Linked DNA regions of Mus musculus: region 2 is linked to region 1. Evidence: chromatin contacts called from public Hi-C data. All regions are on one chromosome and are shown on one strand. Each heading gives the region's core, a stretch centred on a gene start, on an enhancer-like site or on the middle of the called end of the contact. The rest is flanking DNA. Distances are from core to core; before and after follow the strand shown. Region 1 holds the start of Emx1 (empty spiracles homeobox 1). Region 2 overlaps Sfxn5 (sideroflexin 5).

Evidence for each region. A called contact is a pair of places that touch in the nucleus more often than the background predicts.
Region 2: a contact with region 1 is called in a Hi-C map of differentiating embryonic stem cells, with 7 times the contacts expected there. The contact joins the enhancer-like site here to the promoter of Emx1 in region 1. A contact is called at or near these places in 10 of 39 promoter capture datasets (the 3T3-L1 cell line, the C10 cell line, cranial neural crest and 4 more), 2 of 15 datasets of contacts at CTCF or cohesin (embryonic stem cells and stem cell-derived epiblast-like cells), 37 of 484 Hi-C or Micro-C datasets (ECoMG myeloid progenitors, bone marrow-derived macrophages, cerebral cortex and 13 more), 20 of 115 datasets of contacts at active chromatin or transcription factors (craniofacial prominence, embryonic forebrain, embryonic midbrain and 7 more) and 4 of 9 other capture datasets (adipose tissue, embryonic stem cells, liver and 1 more).

The regions. Positions count from the first base shown.
Region 1 is chr6:85,183,774-85,189,226 of GRCm38.p6, forward strand. It overlaps Emx1 (empty spiracles homeobox 1), which reads left to right and starts at 4,158. Exons shown (of 3, transcript NM_010131.2): 1 at 4,158-4,590. The coding sequence starts at 4,170.
Region 2 is chr6:85,227,272-85,233,234 of GRCm38.p6, forward strand. It overlaps Sfxn5 (sideroflexin 5), which reads right to left. Exons shown (of 14, transcript NM_178639.4): 13 at 1,923-2,040. Among named protein-coding and RNA genes, the nearest start is that of Emx1, 42 kb to the left of the region's middle. Within about 2 kb of position 4,395, at least 7 of the 459 cell types and tissues checked have an H3K27ac peak or open chromatin away from gene starts, as enhancers often do. A contact at or near this core is called in differentiating embryonic stem cells, where this site is marked.

The sequences.
Region 1 (5,453 bases), core at 2,908-5,407:
ATAAAAAATTAATAAAATCTGTACATTTTAAAATTACTGACTGTACAGTACTCAACCATCCAATATGATGTCCACTGTTTTACATTAATGGACTTCTTACATGTGTGCTCAAGCATGCTACATGTTTACATTTTCAGAACATTTCAATTAGGGCCACCAACATTTATCCACCTAATTAGTATATGTGGCTCCTGGCTTCCACCCTGGAGAAGACAGTTCTAGAAAGCAGCTAGCGTTTATTGAGGGTTTACTCTGCGCTGAGTACTGGCCAGAGGTTACCATGTGGAGACTGTAACCCATTTAGTTTCACAATCACTCCAAGAGGCTGTGCCTGTCATTGTCTTAAGCAAGTATCCCTCTTACAAGGAAGTGCTCATGAAAGTTCCGGAGGTTTGCAAACCACTTTTCTGCTGGGATTGGGTAGAAGTGACTGTGAGGATGTGGGAAGAGAGGCAGTGAGAGAACTTGCCAGAGACTAAAGAATTCAGAAAGTTGTAGGGTCAGCTGGGTGTGATGACACATTCTTAAAATCCCAGTTCCTGGAAAGAGAAAGGCAGGAGATTCACTTTGAATTTTGGGGCAGCCTGGTTTAAATAGTGAGTTCAAGGTCTCTGGAGTAAGACCTTACCTGTTTCAGAAAGAAAAAATGATGGTGGGTGATTAAGAAGAAAAGTCAAGAGACAGAGGGAAACATGATAGAAAAATATTTTGAAGGGTGGGAGACATGAACAGGAAGTCAGTTGGAGAAGAAATGAAGAAATGAAAACTAGAAGAGAGAGGGGACAGGTGAGGATACTACATGGAGTTTCGCTCATAGCCAAGGCTCTGATGGAGAAATTACCTGGCCTGGCTAGATACTGCACAACCACCTGAAGCTAAAGGGAAGTCTTGAAGATGCTCCCTTAGTGCATCCCAACAAAGAGGGTAGCTGCTTCCCAGGTGGTTTTTCTCCAGGGCTTCTATGGAATGGGTGTTGTCCCTGGGCAGTATCTGTTATTGATTGAATTTCTGCAGAATTCCCATAGAACCTTTGTCACTTACAAGCTATGCACTGGAGGCAGGATGCTTGAACAAGTCTCATGGTCCAGTACACAGAGTCTGCATTTGGTCCATGCCATCTCAGAGACTGAGGAGAGAGAAACAGACAGAATGGTCCAGATGGTTCAGGTTGGATCAGCAGAGTAGGTGCCAGGATCTCTGAAGAAATCGAGGGAAAAGGCTGGACAGATGTGGGATGAGCTGGCACAGCCAGGCAGATGTGTGGAGTGTAGGAGCTCTTACTGTGTGTGATGGGCCTCCCTCTCCTGCAGAGCCCAACAGTTTGGATGGGAAGGGAGACCACAGGATGATAAAGTGGGCAGCAGGCTGAAGGTGAAAGGTGTGTGTGTGGCGGGGGTGGGGTGGGGGGTATTTTGGTAAAGGATGGTGGTAGAAGGAGAGGTGTGCATGCTGTGGGGGCGAGGGCAGAGCAGGGTGGAGGGCAGGAAGAGAGAACTGGGTGAAGGTCAGAACTTCCATGCAGAATCCAGTAAGGGATGGAAGCCTTGGCTACTTCTCCAGCTGCTGCAGGGGAGTAGCTAGGAAGAGGAGGCCCTAAGGGGAGCAGAGGTCAGGAAACCAGGCAGGTATCAATGCCTGCAGCCTGACAGGAGGGGATTAGGGAATTCTGGAGAGGAATAGGGAGGAAGGCGCGTGGGTGGAGGACTGCCTAGGAGCAGTGATGAGCCGAGCAGGTTCTTTAGATGCGAGACTGGGATGGTGGAGACAGTGCAGCTTCCCAGCTGATCGCCTCCTTTAAGGGGTTCTTAGCTACTGCCCGGGCTAGACACGAGGGGAGAAGGAGGAGCCTGAGGATGACCTGTGGGACTCAGAGCACACAGACCAGAAAGGGGGCCTGTTCTGTCTCCCCCATAGAGCCCAACACTTGGTTGTCCCCAGAGCTTAAGCCTAGACAGTTTTACTCAATGGAAACTCCGTTTCTGCCCAGACCTTGCTCCAAGGAGACCTTCTTCTGATGCCCACCTCTGCCACTTTAGTGATCAACACCCCCACCCCGCCCTGCCATCCAGTATGTGGCAAAGGAAAAGAGGGAAAGATTGATCCTTATGTGGACAGAGGAAGCAGGAGTTGAAAAGGGACGATCTGAGTCAGGTATCGGGTTGGGGGAGTTGGCAAAGCATCATAAGAAGTTGCAGAGATCCGGAGAAGGCAGGGTGAGACAGGGTGAGTAGCGCGAATCTGGTAAAGAGTGGGAAACCCAAGTATCTGGTCCTGGGTCACCCAGGACGGGAAGGGCTGCAAGGTGCGGTCCTCTTTCAGCCCCCTCTCGCCGCCTCCTCCCCATCTCGCCCACGGGGGTCGGAATGGTACAGGCTTGCGGGGGCTTTTCGGAGCAGTGGAGTGGAAAATAGACTTTAACCCGCTTTGTAGCAGCGAGGGCGCCCCGAGCGCTTCTCCAGACCAAGGCTCCGGGCATTTCGGCGGGCCGCTGCAAGACCTGGCCTGGAGTCCCCATAGTTGTAGGGGGTGTAGACCCCACTGCCCTTCGGGGTTCTGGAGGCCCAGCTAGGAGGTAAGCGTTTGGGTTTTGCTGTGGCCAGTTGGACTCACCAGGGCAGCGTCAAAAAAGGAAAATTATCTTCGCCCTCCTCCTCTCCCGCCATATGCGACCAAGGACTGACTGGGTCTGGACCTCCTAACCAAGAGACCCCTTAGGCCACAGTACCCTGGAAGGTTGGGGTAGATAGATTACAGAGTACAGGTTCTAATGGTCAACCGCCTTCTTGCCCTCCGGACTTAGTGCCTGCATTGGAAACTAACTTGAGCAGATTGGGACACTGGCCCGCGGTCGCAGGTCGCAGGTCACACGTCCAAGAAGCTAGGATGCCACTCCCCTCCCCCCAAGGACCACTGGCCTGTCCTCTGGAGAACCACGCGAACAGCAAGGCCAGCTCCAATTTAGAATGCAGTGACCCAAAGACCCCATTTTGGCCTTGTCGTCCAATACTGACGCCCAAGGAAAGGAAATCACTCTGAGCTTAAGCCCCGTGGTCCAGTGGGAGATGGTCGCAGCGCGAGGGAGGGAGGGGGAAGGCTGGCAAAACCGCTGCATTGGAACCCTTGCGAACTGCCGCGGGAGAGCTGCGGAGTGATGGGTTATGTCGCTCCTCCCCGGACAGTGCGAACCTGGCCCCTGAGAAAAGAATGCATATCCTGTTTGAAGCACTGTTCCCCAAATCCATAAAAATGTGAAATTTCAGAAACATAACCGCAGCTTCAGAAAACAGCTCCGGAGGCTGATGGTGGGTGAGGGGAGAGCTCTCTTAGGTTAGGCGAACGTAGACCAGGTTCTCTGGAGAATCTAGGCTGGACCCCAAACACCCATCCTAAGCTTGTATCCAAGTTCTCTAAGAACTGAAACGACATCCCAGGGCGAAGGGAGGGGGTTCAACTGAGGTACGTGCTTGAAGAGGGTTTGGTATATTTCCTCAAGCCCAGGCTTTGTAGATGTCCCCCTCAGAGCAGAGTGTGGCGGAGGCTAAAGGACCAAGTCAGAAAATCAAGATGCAGAGTGGAGGGTAGGAGGAGGACACTAGATCAAGCACCAATGCTCCAGTCCGGCTTTTGCCTCCGACTGGGGACCGTATTCCCCCACCCGCCATCCATCGCCCCGCCCCGCCCCGCCCCCCACCTTGGGGCAGGTGAGCGGTGGCCAATGGGGGAGCGCGGGGCAGGTGCCCGCTAACTCTCTCCTCGCAGAGCTGCAGCCCAGGCCTGGCCCGGCAGAGCTAGAAAGATCACGGGCGGTGGTCGGTCACAGCTTGATTAGTAAGGGAGAGATCCAGGAGGACCGCTGAAGCGGCTCTCAGTAGCACAGGCAGCCCGCGCCCGGGCGTTTGAGAGGAGCTGCCTGCTGGGCCGCGGGGACCACGCTCCAGGCGGTGCGCAGTGGCCCAACTCGGTGTTAGGGCTCTCGCACGCCCCTCGCCGCCCCGCTCCTGGCTGGTCCGCAAGGGCCGAGCGCGGGCGGGTGGGCGGGCGGGGGAGGTGAAGGGTGCGGGCGTGAGTGCATGTGCCAGGCTTGGTGCACACCCCGCACGGCGGCAGCGCCGGGGCACCGAGCGTTCCCCAGAGCCCCGCTACCTCACTCCGCTTCGGCGGCCGCGACGATGTTCCAGCCCGCGGCTAAGCGGGGTTTCACCATAGAGTCCTTGGTGGCCAAGGATGGTGGCACCGGCGGGAGTCCTGGCAGCGGGGGCGCGGGCTCCCATCCACTGGCTGTGGCCGCATCAGAGGAACCGCTCAGGCCCACGGCGCTCAACTATCCTCACCCCAGTGCGGCCGAGACGGCCTTCGTGAGTGGCTTCCCTGCCGCTGCCGCTGCGGGCGCCGGCCGCTCGCTCTATGGAGGGCCGGAGCTGGTGTTCCCAGAGGCCATGAACCACCCGGCTCTGACGGTGCACCCGGCACACCAGCTGGGCTCCTCCTCGCTGCAACCCCCTCACTCTTTCTTCAGCGCCCAGCATCGGGACCCTCTCCACTTCTACCCCTGGGTGCTTCGGAATCGCTTCTTTGGCCACCGCTTCCAGGGTGAGTGTCCATGCCGTGTTCGTGACCCGGGGATGCGGGGGGAGGCTAGGCGCGGCGGCGGGGATGTTCAGAAGTTGTGGGGGGACAAGGCTTAGGGATCAGCCTGGACTGTGCGCAGGCGATTAGCCTGTGGTCTGCTGCGTTGGTCTCCCACCCAAGAAGTGAGGTTGGGACCGCCACGCTTTTCAAGGAATAAAGCCAATTGGAATAGAAGGCCGAGAGCATCCTAGGAGCTTTTTCAGACCCTCCAGTGGCCAACCTTAATCTCCTTTCCGACTAAACCAGTCCCAACCCTGAAATGCTGGCCCTCTGCCCTTCCCGCGCCAGAGCTCTGAGCTGTGACCATACTTCGCTCTTTTGGTCACCACTACTCTTGGCGCGTCGGGGCAGGGGAAAGTCCACCTGCATTCGCTGGCTCTGTGAGAAGCAGGGCAGCGTGGTGCGTTCACTCGGATTTCTTGGGACGTTTCTCAGCAACCTTGGCCAGACTTTTCCCAGTTACATGTGCCCTCTCCGACCCAAAGTGGAAAAGGCTTGCGAAAACAAACCGGCTTTCTTCACCACTGACCTCCTCCAGGAGCCCACCCGGTTGCTAGAGCTCAGGACAGTCCTCTTGAGAGGGGTAGTGGCAGAGGAGGGCTTTTAAGGTCATATCTAGTCTTACCCCACCCCGTCTGCAGCCGCATCTGGTTTGCTAATTAAGACCCCTCCAAAAGCTTTAAACACGCACAAACACACACACACACACACACACACACACACACACACACACACACACACCAGTTATCTGACTTTCCTAAAGAGAGAGAGAGAGAGAGAGAGAGAGAGAGAGAGAGAGAGAGAGAGAGAGAGTTGTGTCCAGT
Region 2 (5,963 bases), core at 3,145-5,644, 44 kb after region 1:
GTCCCAGAGATCTCAGAATAACCTCTGCCCTGTCTCCAGGCTTAGAGGTGCCTCCAGCCCTGGGCTCCAGTGGGAGTTCCTAGGCTCAGCTTGCCCAGGAGAAAGCTGGGGATACGGGAGAGCTGCAGGCTCACATAGCACACTGGTTACTGAGCCTTGAGTGTCCCAAACTTGAATGCTTAGTAGGGGACAGTGATTCTAGCTCCTACACTGAGTTTTCTGTCTTCACTAACCCCCCTGTGGCCATTGCCCCCAGGAACCTTGGCTTGCTCTCCCTCCTCCATTTGGGGCACTCCTTGAAGCAGGGCTGGTCCTCAAATCACTCATTCAGAACGGGCCTTCTCTAGCCATGAGCTCAGCTGTTGTAAACAGCAGTTTGGCTCTGTGCACTCTTGGCCCTTGCCTCTGATTGGTCATGACCTGTACCCCCACTCACAGTTGCACCTGCCGTCTGCCCACCCTTTCCACCAGCTACCAGGAACACAAGGTTCTCCCCTGCCAAGGCTGGTCCCTTGGGCTGTACACTAGTCCTTTTATCTCTTCATGGACTTTGCTCTTTCCCTGAAGTTCTCTGTTCTTTCTCCTTATTTAAAAACAAACAAACAAACAAATTCTAAAAAGCTCTGGAGGTCTGTGGCAGCTCCCTGACAAGCCTCACTCTCAATTTCATAGTCTAAGGACAGGGACACTCTCTAACCTCAAAGACTTTGGACATTCCCATCTCAGTGACCCTGGCTCTGCCCTTACCTGGTGGCTTCCTTCCTATCCCTACAGCCTAGGACACTGTCCTACACTGTAAACCTGGACACAGCTCCTCACAGGACACCTCCACTAACATGGCTCCTGCCCCCCCTCCCCGCCCCACCCCAGGTCAAACTGACTCGGCTCTGTCCTACCTCAACTCTCCCCTCTTCCAGTCTCCATCTTGTGACAACGCAACTACATCTACCTTCTGGTTTCAAAACCAGAAAGCCAGGCGCACATCCTGCCGGCTTCCTTCCCCTCCTGCCACATGCAGTTCTTCACACGAAAATCCCAAGGAAGCGGCTGCCCCGCTCTCACAATGGCCCCACTTCTCAATGCCCACTGCCAACAGCCTGGTCCAAGCCGCCATCATCTCTCACTGGATGCCCGCCACAGCTTCCTGATGGTTCCCTCTCCAGAGCTCCAACTCAGCTTCATGAAGCATCCATGGAGACCATCCGTTCACAATCAAGAATCCTTTGTGCAGCTCTTTGGATGCTGTCTCCTCTCCCCTCTGCTTCAGCCTATGAGTTCCCAGACCCACCCAGGTCCAGCCTGCTCTACCTGGCTTACGTCATCTTTCTCCACTATTGCTCACAGGGCAGACCTCATTCAGGTATCAAATGCTGTGTACTGCCTTACCTCAGAATCTTCACACCAGCTGATCCTTAGCCTGTGTGTCAACTCCAACCCAGCCTGCACGCCCCGGGACGCACCACTTCCCTTCAGATTCTGTTTGCCCAGCTGCCTCTTTCCTTTCACCTTAACCTTCCTTGAGCTTCATTTGCTATTACATAGCATCCTGTGTTGCTCTCTGCCAGTCATCTTTGAGAGGTCTAAGCCTTGGCCAGATTCACTTGATTGATTAGTGAGTGAGTGAGTGAGTGAGTGAGTGATTTTTTAAAAAAGGATTTTCACTCTGTAGCTCAGGCTGATCTCTAAACGATTTTGTAGCTCAAGCTGGCCTCAAACCCACAGCAGTCCTCCTGCCTCATTTCCTCCACCCCAACCCTGCCATAGCCTAAAAGGTTGGTATTATAGACATAAGCCATCATACCTGGATTCATGCATGGCTCTCACCACAGAACCCGGCTCAGTACTGGCACTCAGTACTGGGTTAAGTCTTTGATAATAAATGACTCCTCCCTGCCCTGCCCTGCCCTGGACCCCCCACTGACCTCTGACATCTGCGGGAAAAGGCTGATGGCCAGCGGCAGGGCCAGGCCGAAGGCTGCCAGGCACACGAGGCTATGCACAGGTAGGAGTAGCCGCGGGCGTGCTTGCAAGAGAGCTGTCCTGTGGAGAGAAGGAAGGCCACATGAAGTATATAGCCTAGGCTGGCTGGCCATGAGCTGCCAAGCTGGGCCCCACGCTCGGTGTATATCTAGCCTAGTAAAAAAGTGGGCACTGTCTTTGGGGCTTCTGTTAGTTACCACTGCTTTCCCTACACATGGCTATGAAGGACAGTAGTGGACCCAGCCAGGAGCCTTCAGCTACATGTCATGATTCTTAGAGTGGACCACCCATCTACAATGTGTCTAGCCCCTGTACATGGTGATGGGTGGACAGAAAGTGACTGTCATCCCTGGCTACTAAAGAAACACACACGTATGAGAGGTATCCTTTAGATATACTAAACAGCAGGAAAACCCCAGTATGTGCCATCCAGAAAGTAGACACCAAATACACTTAGGTACACATACATACACACACATGTGCATGTACAAACATATACATGTGACCAGGGATATGCAGTCCTGTCCTGTGCATGAAAAATGAAGACATCCCACTGACTACCACTTCTATCCAAGGGCCATGGGGTGGGCAGACATGACCATGGGTAATTCTGCAGGCAGCTGCCTGGACTCTAATACCCTGTGTGGCTATCACCATAGCTGTTCCTGGCTCCTGACTTCAGGACCTTTTGACAGCTACACCTCCCTGCATGATGTAGTTATCATACACTCCCTATGGCAGGTTTGGGGGAAGGATTCCATGGGCTGAGTTTGAATGACTTCCTGGGACTGAGGTAGGCCACCCTAGCTGACAAGTACCTATTCACAACACTTACAGAAATGGTCATTTGTCAGGATCTATGGCATTCTGCCCCTGGAGAGTGGATAATGCCAGCAGAACTGAATACCTGGATCATCTGCTAAAGATGTTAGATGGGCCCTAAACCCGACCTCAGTGGCCACAGCAGCCTCACAGGGCCGGCCTGTGGAGTACATTACAACAGGAGCTCTTACTCGACCCCCCCCCCCGCCCCCCCCCCAGCAGGTCTGGCTCCAGTCATAGAGGAGAGGCCCTTGCTGTACACAGTCTAGATCTTATGTGTCTGCAAGCTGCCATACATTAAAGGTTTAGATCATGTTGGGAGATGGCAGAAGCTAAGAGCTAGGGTCCAGTGGGTGGTCTCAGTTCACTGAGGTGGGGTGCCCTTCAGGGACATAAGGGAAGTCCAGTCCCTCTCCTACTACATTTCCCACTACATAAAGGAGCCAGCTTTGCTCCGCTCCTATGCACACCACGTTGGCCTGATGCCCCAGGGCTAAGGCTAGATGACAGGTGAAACCATCTGAAACCGAGGGTTTTCTACCAATCTCAGATGTTTATCCGAATGAGGGAAGACTGACCAATCCATCCCTCTGTGGTCAGGATCCCAAGGATGGGAGTAAGCAAACCCTCACTCACTTTTACCTTCTGGGGCAAACTCAAGAACACCTGCCCCCTCAGCAAACAGTGTGGTTGAGAGTAGCAGTTCTCAGACTTGCAGTGCACCCTGGAATGGTCTAGTTAAAAGTGGCTCCTGATTCCCTGGGACCCTCCTTCTGCTGGCATTAGACCCAGGAACTGGCATTCATGAGTCTCCAGATCGCACCTCTGAGAGGTGCTGCCTTTCATGTTCTCAGTCAGGTGTTAACCAAGACCCAACTGCTTATCAGTTCTGAGCAAATCCAAAGGTCAGCCAGCTCGGCAGCAGGTAAGTGTACATCATCTCTGCCGCTGCCACTGCTACCTGCATGAAGGATAGGAAATCCTGCCAGTAGAATTGTTCTCCTGCCCTTCTTGGCTGGCCCAGACCCCATGCTCTGTGTGAATGCTGGATAAAGCCTAGGTTGAGTAACTGGGGATTGGGGTAAGGGCTCTCCCAAGAAATAAGAGGAACAAGACAAAGGATGCCAAAATCAAGCTCAGCCCCAAGAGAAGTGGCACCCCATTATCCTTCTAGTTTAGGCTTCCTGGGGTGTCACATAGAGGTTGGAATGAGGCCAAGATCATCTCTGATCATCTTCTCATGCCTAGGACTTAGGGCTGTCTTTCTTGCCCTGTGACAGTTCTCCAAGAGTATAGAGTTCCTGGAGGCACATCCCTGAGGGTCACCTAGGGCAGGGAAGGGTGACAGATCCTCTGGGACTTCCTGGAAGTAACACTGGACAAACTCCCATCCATGGGCATGACCTTGACTCCTCAGGGAGGCAGGCTGAAGTCCCTTATCCGCAGGTGCGCAGGTGGGTCCAGGGAGCCCCAGGGGTGCAACCTTTGGGAAGCCTGAGGAGTCTAGTCCAGAGCCCCCAAGAGGGAACACAGCAGTATGGGGGGAGGGGAGAAGAGGGAAATGGCAGGCAGGGATTGGAAAGGCAGCTGGGGGAGTTAAAATATGCAGATGGAGAGATGTGCGAATGCCTGGAGAAAGGGAAGACCCGGATCACAGGCAGGGAAGGAGCTGGGGAGTGGACTCAGGGATCTACCATGAGTGGGGCCCGGACCTCCACACAGCTTCCACCACCCACGTTCACTCTTCCAGTATATCCTGAGCCAGGGTTGCAAGGCTTGGGGAGCCTTTCTGTCCCTACACTGACACCTGCCTCCGTGCTGATGAACTGAATCTGGGGGCCTCCCAGTCAGTGCTGGATCTGAACTCAGCTTCCTGGATGGTAGGGTCTACAGGGAAGGTGTGGAATATGAGGTTGGGGGGGGGCACTTCCAGCATAGGTGGTGGTCTCATACTTCTTTTGGTCTCAATGGCAAGGACAATGGGGCACACAGAGTCTCTTTCCACCTCTGTCTAATCCTAGCTGGAGGCCCAGAATCAAGACCCCAGTGCTCCTGCCGGAGAGGATAGATAGACTGAGGCCAGAGGCAAGCCAGGCTGCTGCCACACAACAGCTGGTCCCCCCCCAGTGCTGTGCATTCCTTCAGCACTTACAGCGCAGCCCTACTTTGCGCTCCATTAATTTGCAAGTCAGCTGCTTTGTAAGTGTGCCTTTGTCTATTCTCCCTGGCTGTCCAGACTTCCTCACCCAACCTGGCTCGGGAGGGTGGGGGCTGCCCCCTCTCATTAGCCCTGAAACTCTGCACCCAAGAACTCTGGACAGCACAGCTGCCTGTCCTGCATCAAAGGGAGATGTTGGAGTGGTGAAAAATGCCAAGCCTGGAAGAGCAGGAAGGGCAGTGTCCTCATTTTCGGTGGGAAACTGAGGCTGGAAGAACGAACGTCCCTACTAGGAGCCTCAGCGGGCTCTGCTCCAGTGCCTGCCTCTCCTGCCATCCAGTCCTGGTGGTTTTACAGTGGGCATGAGATTAATAAGTCTTTGAGTGTACAACTGAGTCTCATCCACCTTAACATTCCTGAGGGAACTGGAACTAGACTCTTCTCCCTCAAAATCATCCCAGGAGCCCCAGGAAAGGACCAACTATTTAGTAGGCTGTGTGGAGCCCTGACTACTGACTTCTCATTTCCCAAGCCCACGGCTTCCTCCAGGGTGAGCCAGGCCCTGTAGCACTCCTGACTCCCCTTAGTCTGGGGAGGGTTCAAAGTCAAAATAATCTCCACCCCACCTCCTATAACTCCTAAAATAAACTTTAAGCCCACAGAGCAATGGCATGCTGACCCTCCTTCAACTTTTTGCCAACTCAGTTCCTATGCAAACTGGGAAGGCACTGCAGGTCATGCTCCTCTCCAGCAGATCCATGCTGAAGGTCGGGCCTCTGGCTGGCCTTGGTTGAGCCAGGCTTCTCCCCACTCCTGGGTGTAGTTTTGAGGGACCTGGAAACTGCACTGGCTGCTGGCTGCTGGCTGCCGGCTGCTTCAGGGAGGAGGGTTGGAGCTTCAGCTGTGCTCCTGCTGTCTGCAGTGGATTTGCCTACTTTATCCCAGCAAGCCAAATTCTCTTGGGCCATAAAACCTGCCGTAGCCAAGGGCTTCTGGATCCCCC